Linked DNA regions of Mus musculus: all the other regions are linked to region 1. Evidence: chromatin contacts called from public Hi-C and HiChIP or PLAC-seq data. All regions are on one chromosome and are shown on one strand. Each heading gives the region's core, a stretch centred on a gene start, on an enhancer-like site or on the middle of the called end of the contact. The rest is flanking DNA. Distances are from core to core; before and after follow the strand shown.

Region 1 (2,700 bases), core at 15-2,514:
TGTTGTTGGTGGTGGTAGTTTTTATTCTGTAAAAGTCAAGATTAAAAACAAAACAAAACCAAAAAAAACACTTCACAGGCCCTGTGTTTTTACACTGCTAGGCATCTAACAGATGATCTAAGGTATGTGCTAATGAATTTAGCTTATACACGATGAAAAATCAAGAGATTTTGAACTATTATGCAGGAATTTATAAAACCCTGGATGGATTTCCTGACTGCTATAATTATTTAATTCTTTCAGAATTATCCCTCTCCACCCCACAAACCTCCTCTTGCCAAAATTATCAAGATAATTAAGGAAGGAGTGGGAAGGTCAGAATCTCAACCATTTTGAATACCAAGCTGACCAAATAATTCTGGCTCTCTCTGCTTCATTTGTAATGGAATAGTACTTGCTTCTGCTTGGTGTCATGTATGTGCGAGCTGCATTTGATCTCTGGCAGGAGACAGTCTTCAGACGGAATGGGATTTGTCCTCACTCCGGTTGGCCACGCATACCGCAGCCAGTGCGGTTGAATCTTGCCTAGCACTGGTTATGCTAACTGCCACAGCGTTACCAACTGAAGATGGCGTATAGACATTGTCCATCTTCTTCCTGATCAGACACAAAAGAGGAGAGATTCAGACACCACCCTTTGAGGTCACAACTTAGGAGACTGCCCCTTTTACAACATTCTTCACCTTAACAAGGAAACCAAACAATTCCAGGAGGGCAAAGCAAGCCATCAGCAAACTTGTTTAAAATGGCCCAGCCGGATACAGACGTTTTAAGAGGTGAATAATGAGGTGGAAAATATCAGACTTGAAAAAATAAACAAAAGCCTAGGTGTTTAAACATACAAAAGTCATGAAACCATTTATTTTTGGAAGTACTTTGGATTCATTCAGGTGGCCGTAATGAGGACTAGCCCAATAATAAGTAAGAGCCCTTTCCTGCCTTTGAAGAACAATGGATTCGTCGTAGACTCCCATTTGTAAAAGAAACAATCCTGATTTTATATGTGATTATCTCATGAAAAGACTGCCACAGTTTGGAATTCTTTTGTTGGCACCGTATTTCACAGACATTGCACACCTGGAGAAATAATTTAATCAGTAGTTAGATTCAATTATTCATTGGTCATACACAGCACTCATCAGTTTTAGGAGCAGCAAGACACAGGAACTGTTGCTTATAAAAGGGGAAAAGCTGGCTCGGTTAGCTACCTTCATAGAGATCGTTCTCCGTGGAGAATGTAATCCTTCGGCGGTTTCTATTCCTGGAATGGACTCAGTATTTGTGGTGGCAGGGAGTGGGGGTGTAACACCAGTTATGGGTCTGAAATGGGAAAAGCAAAGCAAAGCAAATGGACAAATTGCACGTTAAATACATTGAAGGGAGGGGTTGTATTTTTACAGGTATCAATTATCAGCGTTACAAGTAATAAATAATGCTAAATAAAACATGTAACTAAACGGGCATTAAAGGGCCTTTACGTATATAGAAGACAAGAAAAGCTTTTTTCCCCCCTTCCTATGCTGCAGACTGCAGGCATTTCCCTCTGCCTCTGTCAAGTGCAATTCTTTCTTGATGAATGACAAGGCAGGATAATAGGCTGTGGTCACCATGGCAACCAGACAGCAGCCCTGTGTGCCTAGCATTTTTTTTTCATCTGAAAATGAAACCAGAAGCAAAGAAAAGCTGAAAATGTAACCAACAGATTAACTGATACAAAAAAAGAAGAAGAAGAAGAAAAGAAAGAAAGGAAGAAAAATAGGGACAAAAAGCGAAGTTAGATTACAAGCAATTAAATTACAGTGGCCCAGTCCTCCCCAGCCTCTCCCGGTCTCTCCCACACAACAACCGGATATTTCAAAACACTATTTGATGAACGTGAAAAAAAAATGTTTTGTTATGCTCTTTTTAAATCTCTTTTCTCCAAAAGGTTTTCTTTCTTTTTTAAAATCTAGAGATCACTGGGGTCCTCGACTCTGTTTTTGTTTTAAGTCAGTTAATTTCATTAAACATGGCAGTTCATTGAGCTTTATGTGTTGAGTTTGCTCTGGAATTTCTAAGTTCCTTTCCATGGTCCTTTCCTGGGACTCTCCAGAGACCATAGGCTGCATGTGCAACAGTTTTATCTGCGAGGGGCGGGGGGCGGGGGGGGGGAGGCTGGGAGACCTAGAGCTGAGCAGGAAGACAATTCCCTATTTGCCCCTGTGGTTGTATAGGCTCCAGACACTGGATGCTGGCTAACGAGCATTCCTCTTCCCTGGAGCTAAGAGAACACTACAGATCTGCTCCATCTCAGGGGAAGGTAGCCAGCCACTTCAGAGTGTTATGTATTCTGACTGTTTATTCCATCTCAAAAATCTTCATTGCAGTTTGTCTCAGAGATGTTTCCAGTCTCTACTAAACACACACACAAAAAAAGCAAGAAGGCAGACCTAAAGGAGTGTGCCCTGAGAGTGGTTGTACTTACATTGGATATTCGGTATAGGCTAAGAAATTTCAGCAGGTAGAGAGCAAACACCCCAGCAGGAGCTAAGTCTTGTAACTTCAGAAGATGAAGCACAAATTAAACACATCTTGGGACCAAGATATTTGGTATGAGTCCTATCTCAGCCCTTCCTTTGGTGATATGATAGTGCATATCAGGGCTTAGCATCAAAGAGCCAGTTACTAACTTCTCTGACCTACTGCATTTTTTTTTAAATC
Region 2 (2,700 bases), core at 192-2,691, 250 kb before region 1:
ATCCTGTCCTTGCACAGAGTGTGGGCACCTGGGAACTGCGTCAGACTCTGCGAATTCGGGGACTGGTCTTTTAAATATTCTCCATGACATTTCCCTCAATTCACAGCCTGTTTGGATACGGTTTTATATCAGGGTGGGGTCCAAAGCCAAGGTCACTTAAGGAGTCACAGAATCAAAGGATCTCAGAGATGGGAGGTACTAGTGATTATTTGTTTCAGTTGTCTTGGTTTATAAGTGAAGGGCCTGAGGTCAGAAGATGTTGCAGCCACCCAAGTCGGTTAAGGGCAGAGCTTGAACTTGGACTTAGGACTGCAACTCTTTCCACAGGGGAAGGCAGTCCTGTCTCTTAAGTCCTTCTCTGCTTGACCATCTGCTCACCAGAGAGGCCTTGATTCTCCTGTTCTTTCAGGGCCTCTGCCTGTCCTGCATGCTACTCTGATAACAGGGCTTTCTTGCTATAGAAGGCCTGTTCACTAGGGAGGGATCAGGCTCCAGGGAGCTCTGTAGGTAGAAAGTGGTGTCTGTGTGTTTTCTGGATGATTGGACCAGTCCTAGCACCTTGGGGAGTCTAGTTTCCTCTCTCCTCTACTGCAGACTGTGCACTGCCAGTTGAATTACTGCTGCTAGGAACAAGGATGTGCATTCAATGGAGGGATGTCACAAGTGACCATGTTACCCGCTAGAGGATTAAAAACAAACATGGGGGGAGTTTGAGGAGCAATTGGGCAGACAGAAGGAGTGGAGATCACAAGAAAAGAGGACATGAAAAGGCAGAGTCCTAGTTGCTGCTTCAATGTAAATGTGTCCAGAGTGAGGCGCTCATGTTAGACCTATGCAAGGGAGTTCACCAACTGATTGAAAAGAGAAAGAGGACATGGATCCAAAGGGGAGTCCTCCCAGAGACTCCTACCATCCCTTCCTTGCTGGCACTGTTTGCAGGGGAATATGGATTCAGTTTGTGCAGCTGCCGGAGGAAGGAGGCATTAGCCTGGAGACCTTACAGTGAAACAGCTCGCATTGCAGAAGCAGACAGATGAGGGCCTATCTCCCACTCTCTGCAGGTGGGGACAGCCCCTGACATAAACGCAACACTTTGTTCACGTCTCTGCCTTTTCATTTTCTTATGGACATTTCTCAACCAAGGCAGGGCCCCACCTCAAGACAGCTCAGATGCCCCCTCTGCCTCCCAAGGGGTTTGGTGTCTTCAGCAAGCAAAGGCACAGCTAGCAGTAAGCCTCCCTTCCCATCTTCCATAGCGCCCTGGGGGGGGGGGGGAAGCAGGGGAGCAGGGGGCAGGTAATTGTGGCTGTAAGCCATGGTGCTGCAGTGGCAGTCTCTGCTCTAACTTTACCCTGTTTCCCAAGGAAGCCCCAGGGAATCTGGACAAGTTGGGGCTGGGGCACAGATACTGGAGAAGGGGTGGGGACAGGACGGCACCCAGCAGATTTCCTGGCACTGTGCCAGGCCAGAGCTGCCTGCTGTGTGCAGGAAATATTCAACATTCTGTGTCTTAAAGAGAGAGCCTGGAAAGGCTCCAAGACTATACTTAATACATCTGCTGGGAGCTACACAGACGGAAACTGGGGGAGGGGGTGTGCAGGAGGGGGGGGTCGGCTGTCGTCTGCAAAAATAACCCTTGCAGGTCCAGCAAAGCACACAGCATCCACAGGGCACAGGTAATAAGCTTGTGCAAAAGTTCTCTCTTAGCTCCAGTTTTGTACACACACAATTCAAAGCTCATTTGTAGCATCAGATCTGTGTTTCTGCTTTATGATCCCGGGAGGTAGGAAGGGAATGTTATTTTAGTTGCTAGAGTATGGATCGGTTTGTTTCCTTTAGCACATAGCCAAACAGAGGGATGGATGGTCAAGTCTTCATCTCACAGAGGAGGGAGCTGATTCAGAAAAACTAAGTTTACCTCTTGTAAGTCCAAGGCTCTGAGTTCAAGCTTGTCCTCTACCCCTCGATGTCTATACCCAAAAAAGAGCAGCCAGGTTCAACAAGCACTGGATAATCCTAGTAAGTGTTTTCACTATACTCTCCATCACAGTCTAGTTTGGGAAAAGACACTGCCCTCCTCCCACCCTCCTAAGGCACCTCTCGTGCAGGGGGTGAGATGGTTAGAAACTAGTAACCGAGGAGGCTTTTGCCATCAGACATATACTCTGAGGCAATTGCAAAGTCCACAGAAGCCAGCAAAGAAACAGACTGACTTAAAGTGATAACTCTCCAGAGGGCTTTGCCCCATGGAGAAAGAAACAGCACACAAACAGCCTCCTTTCTTTAACCTATCCCCACACACACCAGGAAAGAGAGAAACGTCTCTCTCCTGTGTCTCAGTCTCCCAGTCCCATGCTCAGCAGCCTGGTGCTGACTCATTTCCGAAGCTTTGCAGCTCTTAGGTCTTTATCTTCAACTGTAGACTATGTTAAAATATGCTTAAGTTAAAATATGGTGTGGGAAAGATGTGTGCGGAAGCTAAGGGTAGTAGGTGAGTATCCATGAGGAGAGGGAATGAATGTATATAGATGAAATGGATGAAGATGCCAAGCTCTCTGGGGTTTGTATGGAAGAAGAAGGTGACCAGGGAGAGAGAAAAGAAAAAAGAACAGGTGACCTTGAATGTTAAAAAGATGCTTGTTTGCAAAACTTGTTTCCCTTCTTTGAATATGCTCCTGCATCACAATAAACATGCCATAC
Region 3 (2,748 bases), core at 89-2,588, 200 kb before region 1:
TTTCAACACCTTAGTTGTTGCTTTGTGTGTGTGCAGAGTGTAGTGATGGAAGGCGGCTTGATGCTTCACACACTTGATCTAAGGTCCTACATGTTTATCATCTCCTAATTAGAATCCTCAAGAAGTCACTACATGCATTAAAAACAAAAAACAAAACAGAACAAAACAACTGGTTGTCCAATCATTCTCGGCTTGCTCCTACAGAACATTCAAAAAGGTCTGAAGGTTATGAGGCCATTGACAGGCAGAGCAAAGGAGAAAGGACTGTTTCAGAGCGACCGTGGTTTATCTTGATCTCCGACAGTCTGAACACAGTGTAGAAAGTGAGAGGGTCCATCTGCCTGATTGAGTTCATTAGACAGAAGCCCCATTTCCCTCATTTGGGCAAAGTTCTAGCACTGGGTCTCCAGGCTCGACCTGAACTTTAAGGCAATTAGGCTTTTGGCTGCCTGTCTTCTTGTCCGGGCTATGTTCTTATGCCAGCCCTTAGGAGGCTGCATGTTTCACTCTTCCCTGTGTCTGCAGCTATTCCAACAGTCCAGCAGCCAAATCTTGGCTGTCTATGTCAAAAGTTCTCATTGCATTCCCTTCCAGGCCCACAGGTTTTCATGCTATGGAAAGTATATAAGCCGCCTTGTTCCTGCCTTTCTCGCTCTCCTGCTTTACTGATGAATTGTAACACAGCTCCATTTCTCCCTTCTTCATGGGTTTTCTCTTCTCAGTAGGGCAGGGGAAAACTTTCTTTAAAAGCAACTCCTGGAACATCTCAATCCTTTGGTTCTGCTTGGATCAGAGTAGCCAGTCATTTCCCCATGGTCCTTGGTGGTTTGGTGGTTCTGGCACCGCTTGGGATGATGGAATCTCACTCGGAAATGCTTGCTATGAGGCGTGGCTCAAGCCACTTTCTCTTTCTTCCAGCCAACAGCAAAGCAGCCTGCATTCCTGTGACATTGCTGTGTTTGGGACAGATCCTTTGAAAAGGAAGTGTCCCAACTGGATTTATAGCCATGTTCCTTCTCCATATGTTTATCAACCAAGTTCTTGTGTCCCTCTTGCTCTGCGGGGAGTCTTGAGGCTCCTTTACATCAATGTTTTACATTCTTTCCTGTTTTTCCCCACTCACTCTGAATCCTTAGAGCCCATCCTTTCTTAAGTAGCTCTTCTGTGTCTAGAATCCTGCTTTTCACTATCCTGGCTTTCCATCCCTTCCACGAACTCTTAGCATGGTACCATGGTGCCCTGGAAGGAACATTGAGTGGGTGGCTACATAACTGTGTGACCTCGGGCATGCTACACCACTGCTTTGGGTCTTTGCCTTTTTCTTCTAAACACATGGACTGAATCAAATTATGTTTAAGGGGCCCTTCCTGCTGGGGAAGCATGCTGTGAAGTGTGGGGACTTTCAAAAGCCCTGGAATGCATTGCTCAGCGGAAAATTAGTTGAATCAGTTTGTGGTAGTCTATGATAACAATTCTGGTGACCCTGATCTTCTGACCCAATAGGCTGACTTCTTCCTTCAGTATTCTTCTTAATGCTATCTTAAGATAGACTTTGTGAGTTTCCCAGCTTCATGTGTTACCATTTCTGGCTCTTTCTTATTGATCAGTTCATCACTGGCCACTGAACACAAGTTTTGAAAGTCTTTCATAGTCTGCTTTCTCTTCAGATCTTATAAATCTTTCATTTAAACAAAGTTTTTTTTTCATTCATTCACTCATCCATTTGTTCTCCATTGTACTAGACACTGTCTACAGCTCAGGGAATTGATGCTCAAAGAAATTTAATTTTATTGTTTAAATACTGTTTAGAAAGGACAGCTTTTATCTGCATGTGTCAGTATTGTTTTTAAAACTGTCTTTCAGTTCATTGTATTGGTTTAGAGAGCAAATAAAAAATAAACAAACAAAACCCAGAACTTATTAAAAAAAAGATTTATTCAATTTGGGAGTAAGTATTTCAGGCTGGCTGCAGGTTCCCATGGAAATATTTTGATTCAAATCACTGGATCTGAATCAAACATTAGGGCTTCACTTGGAAACATGGGCCTCACTTAAATCTTCATTGTTACACCTTAAGAATGTCACTTTTTAACATTGCTATAATGACAGATGGGCTGAGTAGGTGTGTGATTCTTACAGTAAGAAAATTAAGGCAGGCACTGCTCAGGAAGATTTTTCTTTGGCTTCTTTATAGTGATTCAGTGAGAAGTAGGCATGAAAAATTACATTGAAGGTAAAACCTCAATATTATGGTCTTCTTTCTTAGTGCTCTATTGCTGTGAAAAGACAGGATGGCCATGGGCATTCATATATGCACATGTATACACACATGCACACACACACACACACACTTAACTGAAATTACAGTTCAGAGGTTTCATCCATTATCATGGTAGAAGCATGACAGCACACAGGTATTCATGGTGCTGGAAATGAAGCTATGAACTTCACGTGTGGATCCACAGGCAGCAGGAAGACAGAGCAACTAGGCCCATCTCCAGTGACACACTTCCTTCAATTAGGCCACACCTCCTAATCCTTTCAAATAGTGCCACTCCTTGATGTCTACACGTTCAAATATAAGATCTTCAAACCCGTCTCTTCAAACCACCACATCAGGCCTTTAGCTTCTTAAAACATGGGTGTAGCTGAATGTGGGGATCAGAAAATTTTAGCAGTGATGTACGGCTCTCAAGCACATAACCATCAAAATTAATTTAAAACCAACCCTATGGTGAACCTGAGGTG
Region 4 (2,700 bases), core at 37-2,536, 220 kb before region 1:
CAATACCAGCTTGGTAGGATCTAAAGCCGCTCGGAGACAAACCCCTGAGGATGTTCATGAAGGGTTTTCTTTTAGACTAGCATCAGCAAGGTGAGACATATAACTGCTTGGCTGAATACAGAAGAGAGGGCCAGCTGAGCACCAGCTAGCGCCCATGGCTCTCTGCTTCCAGAACACAGATGTAATATGGGCAGTTGTCGTATGCTCCTTCCTGGCCATGATCGGCCATAGGCTCAAGGTATGAGCTCCAGTAGACCGTTCCTCTCTTACATTGTTTTTTGTCAGGTGGTTTGCTGACCTTTGAAATTGCCAGCACCACAATATTGCCAGGTACAAAGCTCAGAGTAGAGACCCGAGCAAATGAGTAAATAAGTAAATATCATTAGATTTTCTTTTTCAGATATTTCTTGGTTTATTAGTTTCTATTGGGCAGGATGCATAACTATCCAGGGATGTATAATGATGTCGGACTGTGAATTTTACGTGCCTGTCTGACATGTGGGTGCTCCTTGACCCTGACCTTTGTCCTTTTGCTTCCAGGTTAGTTTATGGGCCAGGTGAATGATATAATCCCACAGAATCCATGGTTGCACTTGGAGGGTGAACCTTGTCTTCTGTCTTGCAGACTCTGCTTCCAGAACAGACGGCTCCCTTCAAGAGAACCCAGTAGTTCACTCCCAGGTCTCAAAGGTGCTTGGAGTCAGCTAGGTTTCAGAGTAGTTTCAGATCAATCTCAAGAAGGAGGAAGCAGGCAAACCAACTGGTTATTGTCACAGGATTCTTTGTTTTGCACAGTCCAGCAAATTTTCCTTCTTCTATGACTATTGCAAAGGAGTGGGGGCAACAGAGGTGGGAGTGTAGGCCATGAATATTTAATCATGGCAAAGCAGGAACATATTATTTAGACAAACTGCTTAATAGCAACACTAGCCCCTCCTTTTTGGGGGGTGGCAGGGGTGCTGTCTCAACAACCCAGCTCCAGTCTTATGCATGCTTTAATCTTGGTTTCCTTTGAGGGGCTCCCATCTCTCCATCAAACTGCATCTCTAATTTAAACAGCTGTTAATAAGGGTTAAATCTGCAGGCTGAGCAGGCCCTTCACTCGTTACTTGCGAAGGGGAGGGGGGAATCAATGGAGCAGGAAGCCAGAGGGGCGTCCATTTTGAAAAGGTGTAATGAATTACGTTTCCTTAGTAAAGCTGGCAACCTCCAGTCCAGCTCCCACCGCCTGCCTTTCACATACTCAAGCCCTCTGTGACACATCAAATTTAATGAGACTGCACAGATCTCAAATAAGGAAGGGGAGCGTTGTTACTACCGCTGCCTGGGCACTTTATTAAGGAGGATCAGAGAGAACTCTCTGGCTTTAAAAAGAGCCCTTAAAGGCGAAGGGTATTTTGGCATGAGTGGAGGGAGGTCTCCGATTGCCATGGTTCAGGTCCCCTCTGGAGCATTTTAACAACCCAAGTTCAGTGTGAGCTTTGGGATCACAGGGTTAGCAAACAGCTCCTCAAACCTCAGGACCACTACAACCAAGAGGATTGTGGTAGGTAACGAGGAAGGTTTTGATTTAAGCTATCCCCCCACCCCAAGGCCATTAGAAGCACACAGAGAGAAGCCAGTATTTCTGTCGTAGGTTTGAGAGGCAGTGTATTATCCAGATACCAAGAGACATTATCTCATGTGCCGTTCTTGTTAGTAATTCATCAAGCTGAAAAGAGAAAATACTTTAACCTGGATCTTCAGTGGACTTGTTTACAATACGAGAAGGGTAAGGGTAGGCTTTGACTTGACACCAAAATTTAGTTAAAGTTCTGGTCAGTTTCAGAGAACAAAAGAAGTGACTCATGATATGCCAAGCCAAGAAAGTTTGTGACAGGCATTCACATCTTCAGAGAAAAAAATTTTCTTTTTCTGGTTTCTAGAACTTTTTTTTCTTAACCTCCTAATCAGTGTTAAGATTTTTTTTCTCTCTTTTACCCTATGTGAGAGAAAAATGTAAAATAAAATAAGACAAAAGATTTTTGACCTTTTACATTAACCTGTAGTCATTTGCCAGATACGGGGGCTGAGTGGTTTATGGTCCTGACATTGTAAGGAGCATGCTTACAGAGTGCCAAGCCATAATGGGTTTTGATCAGTAGGTTGCCATGTGTGACCTTGGGCATAGTCCATATTAATTATCAATATCTAGCACATAGCAGGAGTAGTATTAATGGCCACTGACACATGGACACACTTCTGTGCTGTAGATGTGGTTATTGTCATTTCACAGATCGGGGCCCACAGCCTAGCAATGGGTTTGAGGTCACCTTGCTAGTGAGACGCAGAGCCATGCATCTTTATCTGGTCTTCCTCCTACAAAGCCTGAACTCCTAATCACAGTTTTCATGTTTCAACCCTGCTCTTTTTAAAAGCCTTCTTTGGGGCTAGAGAGAGAAAGTTAAAGAGCACTTGCTTCTCTTTCAAAGGATTTGTTTCCCAGCATTCATGCTGAGTGGCTCACAACCATCTGTAACTCTACACTCCAGGGGGCTCTGGTGCCCTCTTCTGGTGTCTGATGGTACATGCATGCATGTGTGCATACACATACAGTTAGACACACATACACATAAATAATAATTAAAAAAAACTAAGACTCTAGAAACATATAGAAACCAACAAAGAGTATTCATTGTGTTTCAGTGAAGTAAAATAACT
Region 5 (2,700 bases), core at 96-2,595, 240 kb after region 1:
AACTGTTCTTTGTCTCAGTGGCTCCTAAGAAAGAGGCAAGGGAGACTGAGCAGAGAAGAAAAGCAATAGAAAATGTTCAGCTGCAGAAAAGCATCCGGGGAGGTTCATTCTTCTCCACAGAGGAAAACACTTCAAGATTTACAGGCAGTCTGGATTTTGGCTAACATTGGGTTTGTTTGTTTGAGGGGGAGGGTGTGTGTGTGTGTGTGTGTGTGTGTGTGTGTGTGTGTGTGTGTGTGTGTGTGTGTGTGTTGTGGTGTTTGGTTGCTCGTGGAGAATAACAGCTTATGTTGGGCATGTCTGTATTCTGTATTGGTTAGTACTGAATGCATTCTGAGCTTACTCACCGTCTGAAATAAAATAAATAATTTTTTTTTATTTCGTTTTACAAAAACCTCCACATAACCTTTGGAAAAACAATGCACTGCCTTGGGTGGCCAAGGACACAGAAATACTGCTACTCTGAAACTCTGTGTGTGTGTGTGTGTGTGTGTGAGAGAGAGAGAGAGAGAGAGAGAGAGAGAGAGAGACTAGGTAACAATCGCTCTCCCTCACTTTCCGGTTTCCAGAGGAATGGTGTGCTCTGGAGCCCTTCATATGTGTGCTTTGTGCCTCTCCTTTCTCCTACATGGGAAATGGGATTTCTTTCATTAGTCCCTCTTGTTAGAATTAAAATCATTTTAAATGAGACACAAAGTATCTTGACGCTCTCTGACTCTGTAAAGGAGACAGTAGTCTCACCTGGAGACCCCCTTTTCTCAGCCAGGCTGGAGCAGGAGCACAGGCTGTCCTCTGGGGTCTTTCTCATCTCCCTTTTGAGATTATTATTCTAAAGAGCCATTTCTGTGTCCTCTCCTCTCGGGTACAATAGCTCAACAACCGTTTCAGTGTGTGAGGTAGCCCCAGAAGCTAAGACATTTGGAGCTGACATTCAAAAGAGAGACCCCCAAAACAACAAATCATTAAAAAAACAACAAAAAAAAAAACCCTGTTTACAGAGACAGGGAATGCGAGTCTAGCAAAGCTTTCCTAATGAGAGGAAGTGTTACAAATCCTGAGAGAGATTCAAATCAGAATAGATCGAGGATAGAGAGGGGCTAGGAAAACCCCTCAACCCCTGGGCACTTAGAAAAAAACCTAACAAGGTTGAGGAGAAGAAAGGAAATGTGCAAAATAGCCAGCGAGGTGACCCACCGTCCTGCGTGCGCCTTGACTCTTGCCGAGGGGAGTAACAGCCACAGCAGTGACATCGGAGTTCTAGCGGGTCAGGTGCCACCTCTGCCCAGCGCTCTCGCCCTCCCCGGCAGGATAGAAAACCATGCTCGAGACAGAGAAGGAGCAAACAGGCGCCACCGCCAAGTCACGGACCCCCATCAGCACCGGCTGGTCTCTGAAAGCCTTGGATCAAGGGTCCCATTCAAAGGCAACGAGGAAGCAGACAGTGGCAAATCAGACCCTGGCGGGCCTTCTGGAATAATTTAACTCCTCGCTCCAGCATTTAGATGGGGATAGCAAGAAACACAGGCGAGAGCTCCTTCACACCGAGGCGCGAGCATATGCCTGCATCTCGGTGGATGTATTTTTAGACACGCTGTCATGGGCAAGGCAGCCTGCGACAGCTTTTGCTTCCCAATGTGGGTGCCGCCTTCTCTGCAGCCTGAAAGCAGCTGAGAGAGCCCAGGGTAGCCATACACATCTCTCAGCAAGCCAAAGGTCAGGCAGGAGAAGAGCACACCCACCCCCAACCATAAGCCATTGTCCCTGTGCTCAGAAAGCAGTCGAAACATTTTCAAGATGTGTTCTAGAAGGAGGGTCATGTGCTGTGGCCGTGTGTGCACTTCCTGTCTTTGCAGGCTGAAAGCATTAGCAGGATTCAGACACACCTTGGGGAAGAAAATTCTAGCATAGGCCCGCCCAGAAGAATAAAAACATTAGGCTGGACATGTGTTATTAATAACACATACTAAACTTTTCAATGCATCCAAACCATATTATTCTAGAAAAAAAAAAATAAAGATGAGTGACCCTTTGTGGTAGATTTAAATGTGCTGTGAAAATCTGGGTATCTAGCCTGAAATTTTTAAATAATAAACTCTCATCTCATTAAAATACAATAAACTACTACACAAATACCTGGGCATTACTTTGTGAACCAAAGCAACCAAGTCTAGTGTGTTCTAATCTGATCTGGAGATTTTTGCCCCCAATGACATATTTTAGAAGACCCCCTTAAATTTTTCATATTAACGTACTTATGAAATATGTATGCAGACATACCTGATGTATGTAAAAATTCTCAAGTTAATTTGAATTTATGGGAAAAAAATCTTTTGGAAGAGTAGGTTAAGCAATCAACATAGCAAGATAACCATAAACAAAATCTCTAACTACATACCAGTGTCTCTGGGGTTTCATATATTCTGAGAATGGGGAGTGGAAATAAGCCAAAGCAACCTTGTAACATGCAACATTGTAAATAAAACTGCTTAAGACATGAGCAAAATGTCTGCCTTCCACATTGGGGAGTCTCTCTTTTCCTCTCTGCCATATGTAGGTAATCTACGAAAGAGAGCTGTCCAAAATGGGTTAACTCCCAACTCCTAGAAAGCCCACAGACACACACTCTGAGTTCTCCTCTTCCTTTAAGGGCAGAGACAGTGTACGATTTCACATTGTAAATCTCACAAGGCCTGAATAAAG

What was found. Hi-C and Micro-C count contacts between places; a contact is called where the count stands out from the background. HiChIP or PLAC-seq counts read pairs in DNA pulled down with a chosen protein or histone mark.
Region 2: a contact with region 1 is called in an H3K4me3 HiChIP or PLAC-seq map of embryonic limb bud, with 5 times the contacts expected there. The contact joins two enhancer-like sites. A contact is called at or near these places in 1 of 484 Hi-C or Micro-C datasets (nephron progenitors) and 9 of 115 datasets of contacts at active chromatin or transcription factors (astrocytes, craniofacial prominence, embryonic basal ganglia and 6 more).
Region 3: a contact with region 1 is called in a Hi-C map of embryonic fibroblasts, with 6 times the contacts expected there. The contact joins two enhancer-like sites. A contact is called at or near these places in 6 of 484 Hi-C or Micro-C datasets (cortical neurons, embryonic fibroblasts, muscle stem cells and 1 more) and 8 of 115 datasets of contacts at active chromatin or transcription factors (craniofacial prominence, embryonic brain, embryonic fibroblasts and 5 more).
Region 4: an H3K4me3 HiChIP or PLAC-seq map of embryonic limb bud shows a contact between it and region 1, with 5 times the contacts expected there. The contact joins two enhancer-like sites. A contact is called at or near these places in 2 of 484 Hi-C or Micro-C datasets (the N1E-115 cell line and nephron progenitors) and 7 of 115 datasets of contacts at active chromatin or transcription factors (astrocytes, embryonic basal ganglia, embryonic forebrain and 4 more).
Region 5: an H3K4me3 HiChIP or PLAC-seq map of forebrain shows a contact between it and region 1, with 2.8 times the contacts expected there. The contact joins the promoter of Mir100hg here to the enhancer-like site in region 1. A contact is called at or near these places in 1 of 484 Hi-C or Micro-C datasets (cortical neurons), 5 of 115 datasets of contacts at active chromatin or transcription factors (embryonic basal ganglia, embryonic hindbrain, embryonic midbrain and 2 more) and 1 of 9 other capture datasets (embryonic stem cells).

Annotation. Positions count from the first base shown.
Region 1 is chr9:41,611,180-41,613,879 of GRCm38.p6, reverse strand. It overlaps a transcript of Mir100hg not described here. Among named protein-coding and RNA genes, the nearest start is that of Mir125b-1, 31 kb to the right of the region's middle. Within about 2 kb of position 1,264, at least 126 of the 459 cell types and tissues checked have an H3K27ac peak or open chromatin away from gene starts, as enhancers often do. A contact at or near this core is called in the N1E-115 cell line, cortical neurons, craniofacial prominence and 5 more, where this site is marked.
Region 2 is chr9:41,859,647-41,862,346 of GRCm38.p6, reverse strand. The region is part of intron 3 of 6720432D03Rik (a long non-coding RNA gene); the gene reads left to right. Among named protein-coding and RNA genes, the nearest start is that of 6720432D03Rik, 15 kb to the left of the region's middle. Within about 2 kb of position 1,441, at least 85 of the 459 cell types and tissues checked have an H3K27ac peak or open chromatin away from gene starts, as enhancers often do. A contact at or near this core is called in craniofacial prominence, embryonic basal ganglia, embryonic fibroblasts and 2 more, where this site is marked.
Region 3 is chr9:41,807,626-41,810,373 of GRCm38.p6, reverse strand. All of the region lies in intron 1 of Gm35940 (a long non-coding RNA gene), which reads right to left. Among named protein-coding and RNA genes, the nearest start is that of Gm35940, 3.4 kb to the right of the region's middle. Within about 2 kb of position 1,338, at least 60 of the 459 cell types and tissues checked have an H3K27ac peak or open chromatin away from gene starts, as enhancers often do. A contact at or near this core is called in embryonic fibroblasts and muscle stem cells, where this site is marked.
Region 4 is chr9:41,833,442-41,836,141 of GRCm38.p6, reverse strand. It overlaps Gm35940 (a long non-coding RNA gene), which reads right to left. Exons shown (of 3, transcript XR_379298.3): 3 at 1,625-2,700. Among named protein-coding and RNA genes, the nearest start is that of Gm35940, 29 kb to the right of the region's middle. Within about 2 kb of position 1,286, at least 19 of the 459 cell types and tissues checked have an H3K27ac peak or open chromatin away from gene starts, as enhancers often do. A contact at or near this core is called in the N1E-115 cell line and embryonic limb bud, where this site is marked.
Region 5 is chr9:41,375,171-41,377,870 of GRCm38.p6, reverse strand. It overlaps Mir100hg (Mir100 Mirlet7a-2 Mir125b-1 cluster host gene), which reads right to left and starts at 1,345. Exons shown (of 5, transcript NR_131928.1): 1 at 1,195-1,345.